Linked DNA regions of Mus musculus: region 1 is linked to region 2. Evidence: chromatin contacts called from public Hi-C data. All regions are on one chromosome and are shown on one strand. The core of a region is the stretch at or near the end of the contact, and the rest is flanking DNA. Distances in the headings are between cores, read along the strand shown. Region 1 has its middle 17 kb from the start of Gm33105. Region 2 has its middle 38 kb from the start of Gm32955.

Region 1 (4,789 bases), core at 2,135-4,634, 250 kb before region 2:
CAGCGTGGGCTACAGAATAAAACCTTAACCAGAAAACAAAGCAAAACAAAACAAAACAAAACCCCTACAGTTTTCACATGTGGTCACAATTATTACTTCTTTTATTTGAGTTTCAAGGACTTTTCCAAAGGTGAGCAAAATTTACATAAGAAAGTCATCTGTATTGAATAAAATTGGCTGTTAAAGAACACCTTATTCTAGAAGTACTTGTCAAATACTTCTTTACTTGTTTAATGGGGAAATCATCTTTTATTTTCCCCCAGAAACTCAGTGTGGAGATGAATAACTCCTCCTCCAAAGGGGGTTCTTGTTAGTCCATTGTCATTTTAGCTGCAGCAGAAGGGACAGCAGAATAGGGTTGAAGGGACCTCAGTGTTCCCAAGTTACAAAGGAAGAGTCAGAGATATCTCAAAGAGGTCAACCAACTCAGGAGCACGGGCAGACAAAATGAATGGAAATGGGAAGAAACTTGGTGACAACTTGTTCTTGAGAAAACCATTACTTGTGAGTTCTTTAAAATGGGAAGGATTCTAATTCCATGTCCCAACTTGCTGTGAAGGTCTGTACGTAATAACTTGGAAAACTCTGAAATACACTGAGAGACGAAAGGCAAAGCCTGGTGCCTGAGAAGTATCACTGTGTTGATTGACTGTAGTCAAGCTTTTTGGGCACAGTCTGAGCTTCCAGTTAGCTGCACCAACTGGCAAATGTTCCCTACTGATGAAACATCACCCACATGGAAGGCAACGGTACTCTAGGGTCATGTAGCAGGGAGGAGTGTCCCCAAGAATGAAGCCTGGAAGTAAATTCTTGATTCTCAGATAGAGAGGAAGAATTCAGATGACAAATGCAGATGAATAAAGTGGCATTCACTCAGGGCACAAAATGACATTAGAGGGGTCACTCAATCAGACTCTGAAGAGTCACATAAACTCTCAGTGATCTTTTTTACTTTCTGGGTCCACCCTCTCTTATCTCCTGAAACATGGTCAGCTGAACTTTCTTTACCTATTTTCTTAAAGTGTCTGAAATACCATTTCTATTCTGTGTGTGTGTGTGTGTGTGTGTGTGTGTGTGTGTGTGTGTGTGTGTTCTGCCTGCCTATATGTCTATGCACCCAATTCGTACCTGGTACCTTGGAACCCAGAGGAAGATATTGGATCCCATAGGACTGGTGTTATAGGCCGTTAGGAGCTACCATGAAAGTTCTGAGAATTAAACCCAGGTCCTCTAGAAGAACAGCCAGTGCTCTTCACTTCTGAGCCATCTCTCTAGCTCTTTACAAATCATCTTATTCCTGCCACATGACATGCTGAGGAGCTACACATTCTGAAGGTTCCCTGCTTCCAGTGTATCTCTTTCTCTTCTGTTTTCATCTGTGGTTGTTGACCAAGGGTTATTGAATGAATGGTGTTCACTCACCAGATGGATTGGTGTAGTCATACTTACTCTAATAAAACAACTTAGGTAAGCATATCATACAAAAAAAATAATGGAAAAGTAACTACTATTGTTTTGAAAACTGAAATGAATACCACGGAAAATAAAAAGAAAGGTTCCAATTCTCTTTGAGAAAGGAGGAGAATGGAGATAAATATCAAAGCAAGGAGAATGTCTTAAAGTCATAAAAACTATTAATTAGCTAAAACTGTCTATAATACACATAGGTCAGTGTATAAATACACATACTTAGTTTAAAAGCAATTTTCCCATCTGGGCTGACAATGCTCCCTCTGAGAGCCAAAGACTACCTAACAAAATTTCCATATCAGGCATGAGAAACCATCTTTTGAGCTGTTGGCCAGGGCTGTCCAAGAGACTCCTGAAACATACAGTCCATTGTTCTTGTTCTTGGTTGCCCTTTCCCCACCACCACCACCACCACCACCATCAAAGTGAAAGGTAAGTCTCTATTACTGAAGATATCATGCACATCAGACACAGGGACTAGGGGCCACTGAGCTGGAATTAACTTGAAAGCCTCCTCCTGAGGACTAGCATTCATGTACCATAAGGCACCATGCAAGCTTCTGAGAGGGAAAAACAACCAACAGGCCTACTCAGGTATGACATGTATGAACCACAGCCAACATTGTTTGACACATTAAGGATACAGTAGTGGCACCCAGACCTTGTGGTAACCAACAGCTCTCTAATTGACCTTACGACCTACTCAACAGGAAAAAGATCATAGCTGGTACTGAAAACTTAGGTAACTATCCAGGGATAGAGAAGTCACGGATCTCGGAGGAAAACCTACAACTCCCACTGTACTAAGCTAGCACAATCCCTAACTATATGCTAAGTATTTGTTCTTATACACACAGATAAATGTAGCATCATAGAGACTTCTCTTTGTCACAAATTACAGAAAACAGAGCCAACCAAAATGCAGAGTTGTGGACACCAGTACCAACTGATGCATCTACAACCCAACTCCTTCATCTAAGGTTCAGACATCATTATGGAAGAGGACATAGAAAGATTTTAAGAGCCAGAGGAACAGGGAGTGAGACTGTATGTCCTACTAAGTCTACCAGTATGAAACAGAGTTGAATAAGGAGGACACCAGTAGACATGCTAAAGTGGAAGGAAGGAAGGAAGGAAGGAAGCTCAGGAGTTCTCAACCTACACAGAGAACTGCAGGCAACCAAGGAATGCTGAGATCAGGAGAAATAGTCTTCCTCAGAAAAGAGCACATCAAGTGGTTATTCAAAACCAAAAGTCAGCCCTGTGAACATTTGTGTATAGAATACACAAATAATGTTATACAGAATGAGCTGGTTACATTTATGTATTTTATATATACACACAAATATGTATATAACAGCAATTAATGGGAAAAGGCCTTCAAATTGAAAGAGAAGAAGGAGGGATATGTGGGAGGGTTTGGAGGAAGAGATGGGAAAGACAATGATGTAATTATATTATAATCTCAAAATTATATATATATATATATATATATATATATATATATATATATACACACACACACACACACACACACACACACACACACACACACACACACATACATACACACCAAATTCTCAGGCAGTCCTTGGAAGTTTATGTCTGGGTAGCAGAGTAGGGCCTTCATTTTCTATACAAAGAAACTCTGTATCCCTATTTAATGTCAAGTCAAAAAAGTGTTGGCAGAAAATATACTAAAGATATTTTTTGAATGTGGAAGCGCTGTCATTGCAAAGCCATTGTCTTGGCCACCAGCTAGGCAAAATAACAACATCCAAATTCTATTGATTGTATGCCAGGAGGCCCATATGACCACCATGGGCAAGTCTTTCCACATCACCTACCACATACTTCATGTCAGTTCATTCACTCATTCAATTAATATTGACTGAGCTTCCACAGGGAGGTTGGCAGAAGGACAATGCTGCCTACTGAGAGGATCATGTGACTCATTTGAGTCCATCAGTAACCATCCATGGAGGAATCCGGACAGAGGTTACAGCTCATGGTGGCTTCTCTCTGCTGCTAATGGGTATTGTGCCAGAAGAATCACTTGCTTAAACTAACTTCTGAGACTCAGCAGTCATCATCTGTATTCACGGTCTGGTCATTTCCTGTTGTGACAGACTCTGGTACACTCAGTGGAGCGCTGATTACACAAAGGCTTACAGACCTGACAGTTCACCTTGGCCTGAAGGGAAACACACTCCAGGAAAGCCTTGGAACTTAAACTGTGTAGAGAGATAACTGGTTCTCATGCATAGAGCAAATTTTATCATGGATTCCTAGCACGGGTTAATGCCTATATGACTGTTGAATATATGAAAATTTTCTATAATACTTTATGTTTATGAAGTACATAAAAATCCTGACAAGTGTTTACAATATAACCTGTAAGATTACAGACTTTTGACTAACCCTATGCTATCAATTGTATATTGAATGTCCCCTCATAGGCTGGCTTCAACATCTTTGAGGATGTCCTCTCAAAGGATGTGATAGGACCTTGACCATTTCCTTCTTGTTTACTGTCTCCTGATAAAGTCAGTGTTGCTCCAAAAAGTACTGCTGCTATGAAATGCTGCCTTACTGTAGGCATGAAGCTACATGGTAATCAATCATAGGCCAAAATCAACTTCAGTGAAAATTAAAATGAACAGTTTCTTTTTTCTATTGTTTGAGAATTTCATACATGACTGTAATACGTTTGATCAAGCACACCCCTTCATTCTACACCCCCCTTTCCTCCCAACTTCATGTACCCTCCCACCCCACCCCTACTGAATGAGCTTAAGGAAGCCTATATGTGCATGACTGTAGTAGGACTCTACTAAAGCAGGGGTAGTTTTTCAGGGTCTGCACCCTTGAATACAACTGACTCTCCTTTCCCCAGCCACAGTCTGCTTTCACTAGCTCTTGGCTACAGGTGGGGTTTATGACCCTACCTCTTGTCATGCTGGGACTTTGATTGACTTGATCTTGTATGGGTCTTGGGCATTCAGCCACGGCTTCTGTGAATGCCTATATACAACAGCACTGTCTTGTTCAGCAACTTTTCTCTTCCTGAGTTAATTAACGTAAATATTTCATTTGTACTAACAGGAAACCCACACACAATTTTATTTTTTAAGTTGATTTATATATCGTTACAAAATTATTGGAATGTCAAAAAATACTAGAAAGTGTCCACAATAGAAGCCTGAAAATGACAAATTTTTAAGCAGCCTTGTAACAGGTTGGCTATTGGATTTCCCTCAAAGGTCCTTAGAAGGGTGTTTGTTATTAAAACAAGCCTTATTTGTATGTGTTGTGTAGA
Region 2 (4,344 bases), core at 589-3,088:
AAAGAGCAGGAGTCTCCCTCAAATCATCAGGCTGTACAGGAAGTCGAGCAAGTCGATGAGCTTCATCCTCCTCCAGTTGTTTGGTGATGACTTGCCTGAGTGGACCACAGGCAGTAGCTGTTCCTTACGCATCAGGCATTCAAGGCACGTCCACAGTCACTGAACCGACAGCATGCAGGCCTACGGAGAGCTTGCACGCCCAGCAACATCACGGACACTAACACAAGCTCATTTGTGACCCTGACAAGTGAACTTGAAGGAGACTGCCTCCATGTTCTCCTGCCTCACACTCGTTGCATATAAAACTGCAGCCACTTCCTGGACTATGCCTTTGCCAGGCAGTTGTCTCTAAAGCCTTGGCCTCTGCTAAAGATTTTGTATTTTGCTAGCATCTAGCACAAAGGCTGAGTAAAGAGAGTGGTAAAAAGCGAACCCTCAAAAAAGGGGGTTGCAGGGAGATGGGGTCTGTGTGAGAACACCTCATATTAACTTTCTGGTGTTCTGTTCTGCTCTGCTGCCACGAGAGAATTCATTCAATTCTCCTTGTCTGGGAGGCACCATCACTGGACATGTGTGGAGGTTTCCATCTGTCTGTCATGCTACCCTGTCAGCTGAAAATGCTGGCAGAGACTCTTGACTCGTGGTGGCAAGACAGGCAGGCGTATCTGCCTGCTGTGAATGTCGAGACCTCTCTCCGCCAAAATGTAAATGTGGCGTGCCCCTTTTCAGAAGCCCTCAGCCCTGTGCCCTGCGAAATAGACAGAGCAAGGGCAGAGTCTAGTGCTGAAGGGCACTTAGTTAGAGAGCATGGTGGGAGGAAGGGGGGAGGGTAGTGAAATGGGCTGGGGACTTAGGGATATGAGAGTGTGCAGAGGCTCACAGAAGATACAGCAGCTAGCACTAAAGTATCCAGAGCTTTAGCCTAAGTTTCCTGTCATGGATTTGGTTTAGTTCATCTATTGTTCAAGTTATGAAGCTACCATTCATTTTTAAAAGAAAAATATTAAGATTTATTCATTTAATTTGTATATGAAGGCCAGAGGACACTTGTGGGAATCAGTTCTCTCCACCATGTGGGAATCCAACTGAAGACATCAGTGGAGGTAGGCACCCTTACCAATGGACACACACACACACACACACACACACCAGCTCCATGGTTACTGCTTTTCAAATATAAAGATAAATGAACCACATCAAGAGAGAGTACAGAAATGTGGATTCATCCGTGAACAAGAAATGAAAGCAAGTTTCTAAAAAGCAAAATGCCAATAAAACTGTCTGATAGATGAATAGACAGAAAGAGATAACCTAGAATATCCTGGGAGAGAGTTCTAAGAAGGGGCTACCTTTGTATGAGAGGCCAAGCACACAACGTTGACAGTTATGGGCCTATGTGCTTCCACCCTAGGAATGCGACTCCCGACAGCATCTCATTTAGCATCCTCATGATGGCAGATGCTAAGAGAATGCATGAAAACGCATGTGAAGAGGGAGAAGGTACAAGGAGGTAGACGAACAATTCCAGCCGCCCACATCCAAACAGCACACCACATTACCTCCGCTGGACTCTAAAGTGGCACACAAGGCTGGCAGCAGGCTAGGCAACATGTCCATAAATACAAGTTAAAGCTCGAGGGATTCAGAGAGCCTGGACCACAGAAGAACAAACTCAGAGAGAGAGGAGGGCAGCAGAGGCATGGAGCACATGGCATTGCTGTCAGGCAGTAAAAGGTTGGGAACCAGGCCGAAGCAACGAGCCAATGATGACAAGACTCCCTGATCAGAGGGAGTGGCGCCAAGACAGTGCAAGGACGGAGCCTCCGTTACAGCTCTGACTGAACCAAAAAGCCAAGCAGTGGAGCGTGACCTGGACCCAGAGGCTCAGTGGGCCAGGTGTGTACTATATTTACTTGCGTATTTATATTCGGCTTGGTTCTAAGAAGAGCAGAAGGCCCCTTACAAGGACACAGAGAGAACAAAGAAATAAAAGCTGTGTGTGAGAAAAGGAAAGTCAGATTCTAGGGAGAGAGAGAGCTCCAACACACCAGGCAAAGCAGGCACATGGCCCTCTAAGCTCTCTAGAAGCCAGCTTTAAATTACCCACACCCTGGTGAGTATGTGCCTGCACACACACACACACACACACACACACACACACACACACAGAAAAAAAAAAAAAAAAAAAAAAACTGGTACTAAAGCCAGAAAAGAATACATCCTTTTGTTCTTCCTCATAGAGACGACAGCGTATGCATCCTTGGAAACAGCCTTGTGAAGCACTCACCACAAGCCACCTCTACCCCAAGCCCAATTCTGGTCTCTGAGCTTAGGGATCTGTCTTGATTGCAAGAACAAGGCCAGATCCCAGGCCTTCCTGACAGAGCCTCCAGGGAAAGTCAAGCCCCGTACACTCTCCAAGGCCCAGTCCAGACTAGACCAAATTCAATTTTCCCAATTTATTTTTGCATGTAGTTACTGCCATCCATTGGTGGAGGAGGCAAGTAGAAGAAAAAACAAAACAAAACAAAACAAACCAGGCAAGAACTCGGAAGAGGAAACTGAGCCCCGCTGCTTACAAGAACATGCCCCACTCCTGTGTCTATGCATAGAGACACCACTGGGGTCCTCCAGTCTCCTCCCACACCCCTTTCTGTCACTCTTCATGGCAGAGGTGCCCTGACTGCCAGGTGACACCACAGTGAGGGTCTCCAGATTGTAGAGATCTCACCTTGTAGAGATGGCAAAGAGACCATGTTGGTATAGACTCTGACTTCTTTCCGTCCCTTGTCACCCTGAGCCCTCTTGGGAAAGTGCCTCTGGCTGCCCACTGCAACCTTCCCCAGGCAAGGCAATCCAAAGGGCTGAACTTGCACCAGTGAGAAGCCAGGACCAGCCCACCCCCCACCCCCCCAGCTGCGCTGCAAATTCAGGCCATACATCAGACCTTGCTGTTGTCATTTGAACTTGCAGGTGCCTGGTTCCCATGCCTCCATCTTAACACTATACTTGAGCAAGGAAGAGAGCAGCTGCTGTGACTTTAGAAAAGTCCTGTGGAAAGATACATTGGACCTCTGCATCTGAAGGAGGCTACAAACTAGAACACACCATTTGCTCTGACTTGAGCGGTCATGTCTCTATGAAATGCATATGGAATTTAAGCCTCATTACCATAGGTTGCTGCCCTCTCTGGTGGGAAGTAACACCATTACAAGAGATTTCAGACAGCACAGAGCTCAGTGATAGACAATTACATAGTGTGCATGAAGTCCTGGGTTTGACATCCAAAGTACATGCACACAGGGGCCTGGCAAGCAGGTAGTCCAGAGAGCATCCTGGTTCATGTACCATGTAAAGATGCAGCAAGACACACCATATAAGCTGATACCAAATCTGCCAGCACTTTCACATTAAACTTCCCAGCCTCTGTAACTTTAAGGATAGAAGACTCATGTTTCTAAGTAATTCAGACTAAGGTAATAACAAATAGTAGCAGGAACAGTCTGTCTTAGTTAGGGTTTTACTGCTGTGAACAGACACCATGACCAAGGCGAGTCTTATAAAAAACAACATTTAATTGGGGCTGCCTTACAGGTTCAGAGGTTCAGTCCATTATCATCAAGGTGGGAGCATGGCAGCATCCAGGCAGGCATGGCACAGGCAGAGGTGAGAGTTCTATGTCTCCATCCAAAGGATGCTAGTGAAAAACTGACTTCCAGGCAGCTAGGGTGAGGGTCTTAAGCCCCCACCCACAGTAACACACCTACTCCAACCAAATCACACCTATTCCAACAAGGCCACACCTCAAAATGGTGCCACTCCCTGGTCCAAGAATATACAAACCATACATCACACAGACTTAGATATCGTTCAAGGGCAGGGCAAGCCACATGTTCTAACTTTGTATCAATAGTGGTTATCACAAGCCCTCGTAACGAGTGGTCTTTCAATTTTTGTTTATTTAAAATTTTCTGTGATTTTTTTAATGAAAAAATGTTCAGTTTTCATCAGCAAAATCTTTTTTTGTTGTTAAGTTTTATTCCTGATTATTTCTAGTAAAAGTGTTAGAGAAAGATGCAGTGGGCAGTGAGGAGCTGGTCCTGAGGCTATGGTCAGATCCTAAACTACAAGGCTCCCACTATGCTGACAATTTTCTCTGAGGTCTGACTCAGTGGTTTGAGCATTTCCTGGAGCATGTGGGCCCTGTGCTGATGATCTGCAGGGAAAGGACTCTGTAGCTCCTAAGAATGAAGGGAGTCCTCTCTCCCACTGCTTTCCTTGAGGGAACTCGGAGGTCCTTATGTGACCCGAGTTTCAATCTATTTCTGGCTCTATGTAGAACAG

The links. Hi-C and Micro-C count contacts between places; a contact is called where the count stands out from the background.
Region 1: a Hi-C map of cerebellum shows a contact between it and region 2, with 2.2 times the contacts expected there. The contact joins two enhancer-like sites. A contact is called at or near these places in 3 of 484 Hi-C or Micro-C datasets (cerebellar granule neurons, cerebellum and nephron progenitors).

What each region holds. Positions count from the first base shown.
Region 1 is chr4:33,884,861-33,889,649 of GRCm38.p6, reverse strand. No RefSeq gene overlaps it. Among named protein-coding and RNA genes, the nearest start is that of Gm33105, 17 kb to the left of the region's middle. Within about 2 kb of position 3,384, at least 3 of the 459 cell types and tissues checked have an H3K27ac peak or open chromatin away from gene starts, as enhancers often do. A contact at or near this core is called in cerebellum, where this site is marked.
Region 2 is chr4:33,638,500-33,642,843 of GRCm38.p6, reverse strand. No RefSeq gene overlaps it. Among named protein-coding and RNA genes, the nearest start is that of Gm32955, 38 kb to the right of the region's middle. Within about 2 kb of position 1,838, at least 8 of the 459 cell types and tissues checked have an H3K27ac peak or open chromatin away from gene starts, as enhancers often do. A contact at or near this core is called in cerebellum, where this site is marked.